Regions from separate parts of the Mus musculus genome. Here region 1 is linked to region 2. Evidence: chromatin contacts called from public promoter capture Hi-C data. All regions are on one chromosome and are shown on one strand. The core of a region is the stretch at or near the end of the contact, and the rest is flanking DNA. Distances in the headings are between cores, read along the strand shown. Region 1 holds the start of Mettl7b (methyltransferase like 7B). Region 2 holds the start of Ikzf4 (IKAROS family zinc finger 4).

Region 1 (6,286 bases), core at 295-2,794, 310 kb before region 2:
AAGAAAAGAAAAGAAAAGAAAAGAAAAGAAAAGAAAAGAAAAGAGAAGAAAAGAAAAGGGCCACTGGCATTGCTATGCAGCCCTCAAAACTGTCCATGAGGACTTACTGAGACACTAAGGGAGACTTCAGGCATATGAGGGAAAAAAAGAAACCAGGACTTTAACAACATAGGAGTTTATACTAGGATGCTGGGAGAACCCCTTCATCAATGCCAGCCCTGACCTGGTCGTGAACTTAACTGTACTGAGTTGTCATCACGTTCCCAAGGACTCTTGGGGCAGCTTCTTGCTTCTTACCCCCACTCTCCATAGGTCATACAAATGCAGGAGCATGGCAGGACACTGGAAGTCATGTAAGGACCCCACACCGCTTCTTTCTCCTTGTTTGATACGTAAGAACATTCTCACAGAGCTCATAGCCAAACCAGGACTAATCTCAGGTCTCCAGATTCTTTCACTCCCTGCCTGCCCTTTTTGTTTCTTTCCTTCCTTGTCTCCTCCTTTTCTTCTACTTATGTAGTCTAGAGGCCTTGAATTTGAAATGAGTATTCATCTAAAAAAAAAAGTGTCTTCTTAGAGCCAGTGAGATGGTTGAGCTAGCTAAAGTGCTTTTTGTGCACGTCTGCAGACCTGGGTTTGACCCCCAGAACCTACATAAAGGGGCAAGGAAAGAACCGACTCCACAAAGCTGTCTTCTGACCTCCACATGCTCACCTTGGTACATATCGTACACACATGCATATGTACATGCACACACACACACACACACTCATAACATTAAAATCAGAGTTTGTTGAGATGAATCAGCAGGTAAAGATGTTTGCTGACAAACCTGACAAACTGAGTTTAATCCTTAGCACTCATGTGGTGGACAGACAGAAGCAACTCCCAGGAGCTGTCATTTGACCTCCACAACTGCACCATAACACACATACACTCAAGAGCATACATGGAATGCATATATGCATACATACATAAATTTTTAAATACACTATTTCACAGGTTTTTTTAATTGCCCTCTTTCAGTTCAGGGCCTCGAGCACCAGCACTCTGTAGCTGAGGCCTGTTTTCAGCCCCAGAATCTTTCTTCTGATCAGTAACCTCCCTCCTTCTCATAACCATCAGGCCTAACCCTGTACATTCTATTTGGCCATCATTTACAACAAAGGCATTTTGCTGATTATAAAATCCCAGAGGGTGTTTCTAGCTTGCACAACCTGAACAGATCTGAGAACAGTAAGTCTGCTCTGCTCCCAGCTTTTGGCCCCCATGAGGCTGTGATCTGAAACATGCCCCCGCACCTGGCCCCCTTCCTGCTTCCTCTGAGGCAAGCCAGAATACTCAACTATCTTCTATAATACAGCAACACAGGCACTGCCTTGATCCTTCACCGACATAAAACTTGTTGAAAAGCCAGTGACACTGTATGACCCATGATTCTAGAAGAATACATGCTCCACCCATTAAAAGAATTACCAGACAGGAGGCAAAGAGCAAAGTCCTATCCGAGGAGGAGGGGAGACTTACATCTGCCAGCCTGGGCAGAGGCAAAACTCTAGTGTTCCACGAGACGCTCCACCAGGAGCTGGTATCATGGATGCCCTGGTTCTATTTCTGCAGCTGCTGGTGCTGCTCCTGACTCTACCTCTACACCTACTGGCTCTGCTGGGCTGCTGGCAGCCTATATGCAAAACCTACTTCCCTTACTTCATGGCCATGCTAACAGCCAGGTCCTACAAAAAGATGGAAAGCAAGAAACGGGAACTATTTAGCCAGATAAAAGATCTCAAGGGGACTTCCGGCAACGTGGCCCTGCTGGAGCTGGGCTGCGGCACCGGTGCCAACTTCCAGTTCTACCCACAGGGCTGCAAGGTCACCTGTGTGGACCCAAACCCCAACTTCGAGAAGTTCCTGACAAAGAGCATGGCTGAGAACAGGCACCTCCAATATGAGCGCTTCATTGTGGCTTACGGAGAGAACATGAAACAACTGGCTGACAGCTCCATGGATGTGGTGGTCTGTACCCTGGTGCTATGTTCTGTGCAGAGCCCCAGAAAGGTCCTGCAGGAAGTCCAGAGAGTCCTGAGGCCGGTGAGTAGACCAGGGAGGGTATAGGCCTGGAGCAGGTAAGCATAGTAGGGCAACTCCAAAGGACGCTGATGTAGCCCACCACCTGACAGCTGAACACACCATCAGAATGGCCTGTTAGGCCTGTGCCTCTGCTGACGGTTGGGAGATCTGACCATGAAGGAGCACCGTAGGTTACTATGGAAACACAGGGGAGTGAGGAAAGCTAGAGAAGACACCAAAGGTGGTGAAGTTTAAATTGATGTCTAAGAAGTTATCATGGTGTGGAGGAGGTGGAGGGGGAGGCTAAAAGTGTTCTAGTGGAGGATGCGGTGGGGGAAATAAAACTCTTCAAGTAGAAGTGTTGGGGGAGTCGAGTCTATGAGAGTTTGAGCAGGGTGTGGAAAGAGAGGAATTTAGGATGATTTCTGAAGTTTCTGGCTTGCACAACTGAAGAGGGCGTGGATGAATCGTCCACTTGCTGGAATGGAAAAACTGTTCTGGACGTGCTGGGTCTCAGGATCCACTAAGACATCTGTGCAGAGAAGCCACGCGGGGCATCAGAAGTTCAGGTCTGGAAGTCAGAACAAGATGTGGTCTAGAGAATGAGCTCTGGACCCGGTGACTTTTCTGCAGTTTCAGTATGGGAGTGGACAAATTCCCTAGGAAGAGCACACTGGGGGAAAGGGTCTGAGGAAGTCCTGTTATAGCCAGAAGTCCTGGGATGTCTGGGTTATGCTGGACACCAGAATGTCAGGAGAGGCTGGGATCACACCTCTATCTAGCAGGTGTATCTAACCCACAACCCCAGGTCAGTTGTGAAAGTGGCCCAACACAAATTTGTGAATGTATTTAAAATACAATAAGACTTTTTTTTAATGACTTTTTGTAACTTAACCACAAAATAGCTGGGTGCGCACCTTTAATCCCAGCACTTGGGAGGCAGAGGCAGACAGATCTCTAAGTTCAAGGCCAGCCTGGTCTTCAGGGTGAGTTCCAGGACAACTAGGGCTACACAAAGAAACCCAGTCTTAAAAAAGAAAGAGAAAGAAAGAAAGAAAGAAAGAAAGAAAGAAAGAAAGAAAGAAAGAAAGAAAGAAAGAAAGGAAGGAAGGAAAAGAAAAGAAAAAATACAACAAAAAAGCTTAATCACAGATTTCTTGAGCACGAACAGGTAGACAAATATGTCACAATGCTCGAAGTTTACACACCTGGAAGTCAGTTGCTCCTGTTCCCTACTGTATAGTATTCCTGGTAATTCTATACAGACCTTTCACCTGTCATGGCCACCCAGTTACCAGAAGCTCCTTATATGCACTGTGAGGAGGACAGGAGCTAGACATACAGGTAATGTCTGGAGCCATTTGCTCCATAAACTCTTAGGGAGTTTAACTTCAGAGATCTGACAAAGCTGGATCTGAGAGAAGGAAGAGAATTGAAACAAAAAGAGCAAGATGGAGCAGATACAAATGACCTTAACTCTCTCCCTCCTTACTTCCTCCCTCCCAGGGAGGCCTACTGTTCTTCTGGGAGCACGTGGCTGAGCCTCAGGGAAGCCGGGCCTTCCTGTGGCAGCGAGTTTTAGAGCCTACCTGGAAACACATCGGAGATGGTTGCCACCTCACCAGAGAGACCTGGAAAGACATTGAGAGGGCACAGTTCTCCGAAGTCCAGCTGGAATGGCAGCCCCCTCCCTTCAGGTGGTTACCTGTTGGGCCCCACATCATGGGAAAAGCTGTGAAATAAACTCTCCCCAAGGATGCCATCTGATCTCCCCATCTGCAGCCAGAAGTCACCCCAATACAGTACTTCTAAGGAGGGGTCAGGTAAAGCATGAGAGAGACTCTCAGCGCCGCCGCTGCCGCTGCCAGGGTGATCATTCATCAGTTTCGGCCACTAGAGACAGAAAACTACACTGCTAAGCCCTGGACTTTGCCCAACCCCTTTCTAGGACCGTTTTCTCCCTCTCTCTTGTCCCTATGGTAAAGTTCTCCCTGGCGTCCTTCTGAAACTACACCATGTGGCCCCTTGGAACTAATCCCAAGTCAATGCGTGTATCCCCTGCCAGGCTGCCTCAGCCTCCCTCCCCATTACCCACTCTGTCCCCGGGGTTCGGAGGAATGGGCGAGCAGAAAAACCTTAGGATGAGAGAGCGGCACTCAATAAAGCAGCCAGAGATTTTATTGTCAAATACTTTTTAATAAATAGACAAAACCACTGGACTGGTACAGCACAGTAAGGCCAGAGGGCAGGGGAGACTTGGGAGTAAAGGGCCCTGAGACAGTGACACAGTCTCTTCCCTGACCCTCTGTCTAAGGCACTTTGGGGAAGACAGGTTTTACAGGGTGGGTGAGAGGGAGCTCAGAACCCCTTCTCCCCACCCTGTATCAGGACATGCCTGCCCTTCCAGCCATGCCCCCTCGTCTCACAGCATTGTATGGGGAAGATGGAGGGGTGGTTCTCCTGGTGGGAGAAAGATCTGTGCTCCTGAGAAAGCAGAGCCTGCCATATCTCAACGTGATGCTAGCAACTTACTCCACTATCTCCATCCCAAGGAGCCATCTTGGGAAAAGGGCGGAAGGAACCCACGGGCTGGGCTTGGGACAGCAGATGTTAGGCAGTGGCTGGCACCGGATGTCCATCAGGACCCAGCTCAGGATGCCAGTCGGCAGCCAAGATGGGGTGTGCGTCGGAGCCCTCCCACTGGGAGTTGCCCCAGTTACTCCTCTGGATGGTGCCTGTCTTCTCCTCCTTGAACTGCTGTCGGTCTTCCCGAGGGATCTTCACTGCGTGGTACTGGGGCACGGTGGCCTCGGGGTGCTTCGCCCGCTTGAAGAATCCCAGCTATAAAGACACCAAACCAGACCATGAGGAGATTGCAGAACGGAGGCCCCTTGAGGCCCCTCACAGTCCCTGGGCTGGAAAGAACCAGCTGAAGCAAAAGTGAAGTAGGCTGATCAGCTTCCGGCATAGTGGGCAGCTCCCAGTTTGTTACCATCAGTACCAGGGTCCAAGGCTCTCATTCTTAGCAAGAGGAAAACCAGAAGGAAAACCCAAGGAACAAAACCAAGGAAATCTCCCTTGGTCCCTGAAAGAGAGGCTTGAAGCTGAACATCAGGACCTCCCAAGCCTTCCTCTCCTACTCAAACTTCTTTAGAAACCTCAGTAGTGTCTCCTAGAATACAAGATCCAAGGGATGAATAGCCTTCTAGACCCCCTGCTCCTCCAACCTCATATGCATACACCTGTGTGCTTGTTTGCAACCCTTTAGGTTAGGGTCCTTGAATCCATGAATACAGCTTAACCCTTCACCTACCAAGGTGGTGTTAGACCTCTTACATACTAAAACTCAGAATAGCCAAGGCTCCTGCATGCTCAGACCGTACAGGTCTCCTTGCACAATCATCTCTGCACACTCATTCCCACAGAAGAGACATGCATGGAGCCACCCCACATGCCACATGCTCACACTCCTAGCCTACCCACTGTCTGTGCATGCTGAGCTCTGTATGCTGACATTTAAAACCTCACCTTTCTAATTACTCCTTACCTCAGACACTAGGACCCTCATCTCCCTTGCACACACTTCTCTCTCTATTCTGCACACTCCTGACATACACACCCCTGCACATTCATGACCCCCACACCCCAGTTATGGGATCTGTACATAGACTCACACACATAGGCATATAGATAGATATACACGCATGTTTGTATACACACATGCACACAAACAGTTACCCCACAGTCCCTGGACCCCCAGCCTCCATGGCCGAGGGCTGCACGGCCAGATGGGCTCGGTGATAGTTGGTTGGAAATGAGGAGCTTGGACTGTTCCGACGGAAGAAGCCACACTGGGATGTTGAAGGATAAGGGGAAAGAGGCAGAGGATGGGAAGGCTGAGGAGGAAGTGGACCTTTTTATCTGTTCTGTGGGAGTAGTGCATGGGACAGGCATCCTGAGGCCAATCCTGAAGGAAGGCATTAATCGTCCCTAAGACTGGGCAAGTTCTCAACAGCATGAGTGCCACTCCAGAGCTTGGCTCACTGATGACACACGCTTGTCAAATAGCAGGTGGGCAAGGCAGTCCACAGAGCCCCAAGGGCGTGCTTGGTTATACACCAGCCCCACATGTGGCATGTGGCTCAGGGATGAGCCCTGGTAGAGCACAAGATCCCCTGCACTGACATGTGTATGTGTGTGCTTTTATGTTGAGCCA
Region 2 (6,223 bases), core at 3,478-5,977:
TTCTAGGCTGCAGAGAGGGAGGGGGATAGAGGTGGATAAAATAGATGATCTGAATCAAGTAGATAGTAGGAGAATGTGCTTCTTTTTCATCTGTTCTGAGGCCACCAGCCAAACATAGAGTTGTGTCCCATCCAAACAGAATGCACCATCTTCACAAACTTTCTTTTCTTTTTCTTTTTCCTTTTTAAAAAAGATTTATTTATTCTGTGAGTACACTGTAGCTGTCTTCAGACACACCAGAAGAGGGCATCAGATCTCATTACAGATGGTTGTGAGTCACCATGTGGTTGCTGGGAATCAAACTCAGAACCTCTGGAAGAACAGTTGGCGCTCTTAAGCACTGAGCCATCTCACCAGTCCCTTCGAAACTTTCAAATGGGGAGAAATAGTAAATAGAACAGCAGGGACTGTCACAGACTGGAGAATACCCCCCCATCCCCCACTGCTACTCAGTGTCCACTTCATTATATGATCAAAGCTGATCTGGAACTCACTATGTGACCACAGGCTGGCCTCAGACTTGTGGTAATTCTTCCTGCCTACCTTATGAAATGCTGCATTTCAGATATAAGCTACCATGTTACCACCCCTACCGTGTCCAGCAGAAATCAAATTTTATTTTCTTTATTTAGAGACAGAGGTTTTGTCATGTGGCCCGGGGAGGGAGGGTAAGGGGACTGGAAATCTCTGTATAGACCAGGCTAGCCTTGAACTCATGGAGATCCATCTGCCTCTGCCTCCTGAGTTCAGAGGCTAAAGATACATATACATACATACATATACCAGTCAAGCCAGACGTTAACATGCTACCCCATTACTTGGAAAGCCGAGGAAGGAGGATTAGCATGAATTTGAAGCCAGACAAGACAATGGAATCAGACCCCTAATCAAGGAAATAAAACCAATCTGGGATTGATAGCTCATATTTTTAATACCAGCCCTTAGGAGGCAGAGGCAGGCAGATTTCTGTGAGTTTGAAGCAAATTTGGTTTACACAATGAGTTCCAGGCCACATACATACATACATACATACATACATACCTGTTACAAATTTTATTTATGTCTGTAACTCAAGTTCCAAGGGATCCAACACCCTCACACAAATATGCATGCAGGCAAAACAAAACAAAACCAATGTGCATAAAATAAGAATAAATACATTTTAAAAATAAAAAGAAATAAACAATTCCCAAAGTAAGTAAAAGAATCACTCAATATTTTTAAAAGTGCCCATGTGGCAAGTCAGGTCTGTGTGTCCTCATCACTTGGGGGTTCGGGGGGAGGGAGGCAAGGCAGATGGATCTCTGTAGGCTCAAGAACTGCCTGGTCTATATAGTAAGTTTCAAGACAGCTTGGGTTAAATAGAGAGATCAAGACAGCTTGAGTTAAATAGAGAGATCTTGTCTCAAACAAAAATAATAATTGATGCTGTCTGAATTCAGCCAGGAGGCCACTGGTTTGTATCCTTTAAAGACAGGGACGGAGAACCCAGTTCTCATTCTCCTGGACCTATTCCACAAGATATCATGTTATAGGCTGCTCACACCTGCCAAATATCTTTACAGAGGAAGAAGAATAGATTATTACCTATTTATTGCAAGAATGCATTGTAGAAGTATCAGAACAATCAAGTTTAATAAGTTAAAAAGAAATAAGGAGGGACTGGGGTACGGCTCTGTAAGCTACTTGCCTGACATGTACCAGGCCCTGCTTGACCTCAGCACTCCATAAACCAAGCACCCTGCCATTCCAGGGTATGAAGTCAGGAGCTTCATCAGGCCAATTTTCTGAGTAAAGAAAGAGCCTAAGACAGAGTTAGTATTTGTTTGTTTGTTTTTCCTTTGAGATTGGAGACTTTTATAGCCTGGTCTGCCCTGCACTTGCTATATAGCCAAAGCTGGACATGAACTCTCGGTGTCCCTCCCTCCACTCCCAAAGTGCTGAGATTATAAATGTGTACTGTCCAGGCTGGCTTGAAAGTTAGTCTTTAAGATAAAAACAAACAAACAAACAAACAAACAAACCAAAACCCTATTAGAATGTCAGGGCCAAAGAAACAGGTATGATATCATAAATCTTTAATACTAGTCTGTGGGAGGCTAAGGCGAGATTGTGAGTTCTAAGCCATCCTGAATTATATGGTGGCACAAACTCAAGTTAAAAGAACTCAGCAGGTAAGAGCACTGACTGCTCTTCCAAAGGTCCTGAGTTCAAATCCCAGCAACCACATGGTGGCTCACAACCATCCGTAATGAGATCTGACACCCTCTTCTGGTGCATCTGAAGACAGCTACAGTGTACTTAGGTATAATAAATAATTTTTTTTAAAAAATTAAAAAGTAGAAATGTTGAGTCTTGCAAGGTGGTGCAGAAGCAAGCAGATCTCTATGTATTGTTCAAGGCCAGCCTGATCTACATAAGCAGTTCTAGGCCAGCCTGATCTACATAGGTAGTTCTAGGCCAGCCAAGGATATATCACAAGACCTTGTCTCAAAACAACAACAAAGTACAGTAAAGATTATGATGGCTGTAATCTCAACAGCAAGGAGGTAGAAGCAGGAAGATTATGAATTCAAGGCTGGTTGACACAGAATGTGAAGAGTCTGTCTCAGTAGAGCAAGCCAGAGTGCCATTGTGAAAATGGACTATGAGTTATTTTGTTTACTCTAAAGTGGAGCCAACAAAGGAATTATTGACATGTACAGATGGAGAGGGTAAAATCAGTCAGACACACGTGAGAATCACCCTCATCCTCTGGTAACTCACAGAAAGATACCGACACTGAAGGAACTGGCTCAGGTACAGGTGTGTCGTGTCTGCCACAGAGTGACACAGTTCATACTGGACAGAATGACATAGTTCAGGTGGGCTGTTTTAACTGAAAGAGGCCCTTCTGAGGAACCAGCCAACTCTCCCACCTCCAGTTCAGTCAGGTTTATTCACTGTTGAGCAACAAGAACACCAAGGACCCAGTTGTTAGTGCTGGGTGGTTACTGTCAGATGGATAGAATCCAATCCCTGCCCTAAGGAAGGCAAGCGAGAAGCCATGAAGGCGGCTAGGGAGATGTGCCGTGGGCTCTTCTCAGTCGTGTCTCGGGAGTATGTTGGACGCGAGCAGGCAATATCTGAGGCTTCACTGTGCTATGAAACCAAGCTTAAGCAGGCCTGGCCTGATGCGAAGTGGACCCAGCACAGTCTCCGAATAAGAAACTCAAACCACTCCTGTGTATTTTGAGAACTCCAGATGTCAGCAGCTACCTTCAAAAAGACAAAGTCAGGGCAGCACTGACATTAGGTCTAAAGAATGCCCCCTTCAGGGCCAGACATGGCCAAGAGGGTATATAATAGGGCATGTAAGAACCCATTTTTGACCTCCATCCCTCTCCTGGGCTGATCCGAAAGCAGAGAGTTGTCCCCAGTGTCTGGTTTTTTACTGGCCCTTTCTCAGGTCACCGCCTCCCCCACTGGCCACCTGATAAAGAGAGGAGGCCTCTCGTTCTACTAAGGGATGTTACCATCTCATAGAACCTGATTCTGAAAGCACACGCCCCCCAACTTCCTTTCTAAAAGTACAGATAATTCCCATGGGAAGAAATGGGGGAAACGAGAGTCCACTAATTTACAGCACAGATTTCCACCCTACCCACCACAGACACTGAAAACAGAAACTGAGTTGCTCAAATCAAATGGAGCAGAGCTTATCCTGGTGCCCTGAAACATTTAAGAGAACCTGAGGAGAGAGAGGTGCAAGGATTGGCAGCCCAAAGTTTCATGGCCCCTCCCATCCCAAATTCTTGGAATCAGAAAATGCAGTCTTCCAAAGTAGGTCAGCTCAGCAGTGAACAGTTCCTCTGGAAGGAAAGCGAGCAAGAGCCTTCTCCTGATAGAGGACAGGATTCATCCAGGACTCCTGAAGCCAGAGCCCCAGAGGCACGGGAGAGAGGGAAGACAGGGAGACCCAACCAGGGATTAGAAAAAGCTCAGGGTCCCAGATCTCCACTAGTCAGTGATGGGAAGGGGGATTGTCAGAAGGAGAGGCAGATGGAAAGGAGCCTGAGTTTGCTAGGGGAGGAGCCTTCTGCCACTTCTAGATCCTGGAGGCTGCCCCTGTGTCCCGGGCCCCATGACCTGTGGGGCCTTGGCTTCCCTAGCTGGCAGAGGATTGGGCCTTCCCTGGGACACCCCCTTCCTCCTCCCCACAAGCCTGCGGCTCTCCTCTCTCTCTCTCTCTCTCTCTCTCTCTCTCTCTCTCTCTCTCACACACACACACACACACACACACACACCACACACACATACACTTGCCCCCCTCTCAAGCATTTGTTTTGTAGCTCCTCTTTGTCTGTTGGGCAGGAGGGCAAACACATCTGCCTACCCTCCCTCTGCACCCCCACTCCCTGTGCACCCCCATTCCCACCTCTCCACTGTCTTGGAAAAGGGATGCTGTAGCCTAGCGCGCGCGCGCGCACACACACACACACACACACACACACACACACTGGTACGTTTTCTCCTGCCCCCTCCCCAAGCGCATCCACGCCTCCCTCCCTCCCTCTCTCTCTCTCTCTCTCTCTCTCTCTCTCTCTCTCTCTCTCTCTCTCTCCTGTCTCTCTCTCCCTCTCTCTCCCTCTCTCTCCCTCTCTCTCCCTCTCTCTCCCTCTCTCTCTCTCTCTCTCTCTCTCTCACACACACACACACACACACACACACACACACACACACACATACACACGAGGCTCTCAGCACATACACCCTGGGCTGAGCGGTTCTGCCGGCTGCAGCCGTGGGCCCCTGCTCACCGTGCGGCTGCCACTGCCTGCGAAATGACGGCGGTTCCCCTCACTTCCAGGAATCCACGCTTCCTGGAAGGTGAGTGGCTGGGCTCACCCCTGCCTGCCACCGAGACGCAGACATGCACACACCACCCGCACTCCCTCGCCGTTTCCAAGGCGGCGGCCGCGTTCGCACCCCAGGGTCTCACCGGCAAGGGAAGGATAATGTAAGTTCAGGCAGAAGGCGGCTAGCGGAGGGGGGGTAGGGGGGTGATGGGGCTAGGGAACCAATTCAGTAACAACTCCCAAGCCTGAGGAGAGGGAGAGGACGGGGGCTGTGTGTATAGCGGGGGGGGGGAGGGGGCGTTCCTCCTTACACTTGGGGAGGATGGGAAAGGGTGCTTGGTGTTGCTAAGCGAAGACCGTGACTTGGACAGTGGGAGCTTGTGGTGACATCTTGATTAGGCCTTGGGGACAGAGGTAGAGCAGCCAGGGGTGGAATACCGAAACAGGCCTGGGTGGGAATGGAGAGTAGAAAGACCTGAGATGGGAAGAAGAGCTTTGACGGCAGATGCTTCAGCCTGGAACCGACATGTGAGGGGCCTCAGCCTCCTGCCCACAATAGAGAAGAGCCGGGGGTGGCAGTCTTTCTTTGCTCGTGCACTGACTGGTCCCTGATAGCAGGCTAGCATCCTGCCACCTGGAGCCCATGGTCAAGAAGAGAAAGCTGGAGAAAGATATCCCTTTCAGAGAAGTGCAGCGGCTTGCAGAGCTCCAGGCTATTCCCCAGAGGCAACCACTCAAGGGATCCAGGAGAGGGCCGGTCTCTTTCGGTGTGTGAGACCGCTCAGCTTAGTGGGACTGCTCCCCATCCCTTCCCCGCCTTTCTGCCCTTTCTCCACCTCCTAGTTGCTTTGCTGTGGACCTCACGATTTAGCTTTGCTCCCAGAAGGTTCAGCCAATCTACGATGGCTTTGACCAAGAAAATGTCTCTGATACCTGAGAGCAGCCTTAATTCTTGGCTTTGACAGTCTGAGATTTCTTGGAAGTCCCAGGCATTTGAAATTCCCTCACTGGGGTTTCCGAGGCTGAGAGGGGAAACGAATGAGTTTCCCAAATCTGACTTTGTCCCCGTCAGCCTCAGGCTAGAAGTCTAAGTCTCTGGAGCCTCACAAAGACCCTCTGGCCTTTGACAGAGATTCCTTCTTAGATTTTAGTGCCATGAAAGTAGACTTGAGTGTGTTTTCCCTCTTGCCTTTATCCTAGGGATGACAGCAGCATCAAAGAGCCTCTGGAGTTACTGGTGCGCCTTGAGGCACCTGCCTTTCTCTCCTGTTTCCAGCCCTTCATTGGGAGAGCCACAAAGAATGCTTTTCCCTCAGTGTCCCTGAGCTTCCCTTTAAGAATATTGTCTCCCAGAAAGCTAGCTCCTAGTCGTAGAGACAGCCTCA

Evidence for each region. Promoter capture Hi-C pulls out the DNA fragments that hold promoters and counts their contacts.
Region 1: a promoter capture Hi-C map of liver shows a contact between it and region 2, with 3 times the contacts expected there. The contact joins the promoter of Mettl7b here to the promoter of Ikzf4 in region 2. A contact is called at or near these places in 2 of 39 promoter capture datasets (liver and pre-B cells).

What each region holds. Positions count from the first base shown.
Region 1 is chr10:128,956,246-128,962,531 of GRCm38.p6, reverse strand. Mettl7b (methyltransferase like 7B) reads left to right here and starts at 1,544. Exons shown (of 2, transcript NM_027853.2): 1 at 1,544-2,091; 2 at 3,577-4,255. The coding sequence starts at 1,594. The coding sequence ends at 3,813. Itga7 (integrin alpha 7) reads right to left here. Exons shown (of 25, transcript NM_001330160.1): 25 at 4,246-4,911. The coding sequence ends at 4,681.
Region 2 is chr10:128,644,497-128,650,719 of GRCm38.p6, reverse strand. Ikzf4 (IKAROS family zinc finger 4) reads left to right here and starts at 4,727. Exons shown (of 8, transcript NM_011772.3): 1 at 4,727-4,999. The coding sequence starts at 4,913. It overlaps Gm26876 (predicted gene, 26876), which reads right to left and starts at 4,836. Exons shown (of 2, transcript NR_152728.1): 1 at 4,800-4,836; 2 at 909-3,258.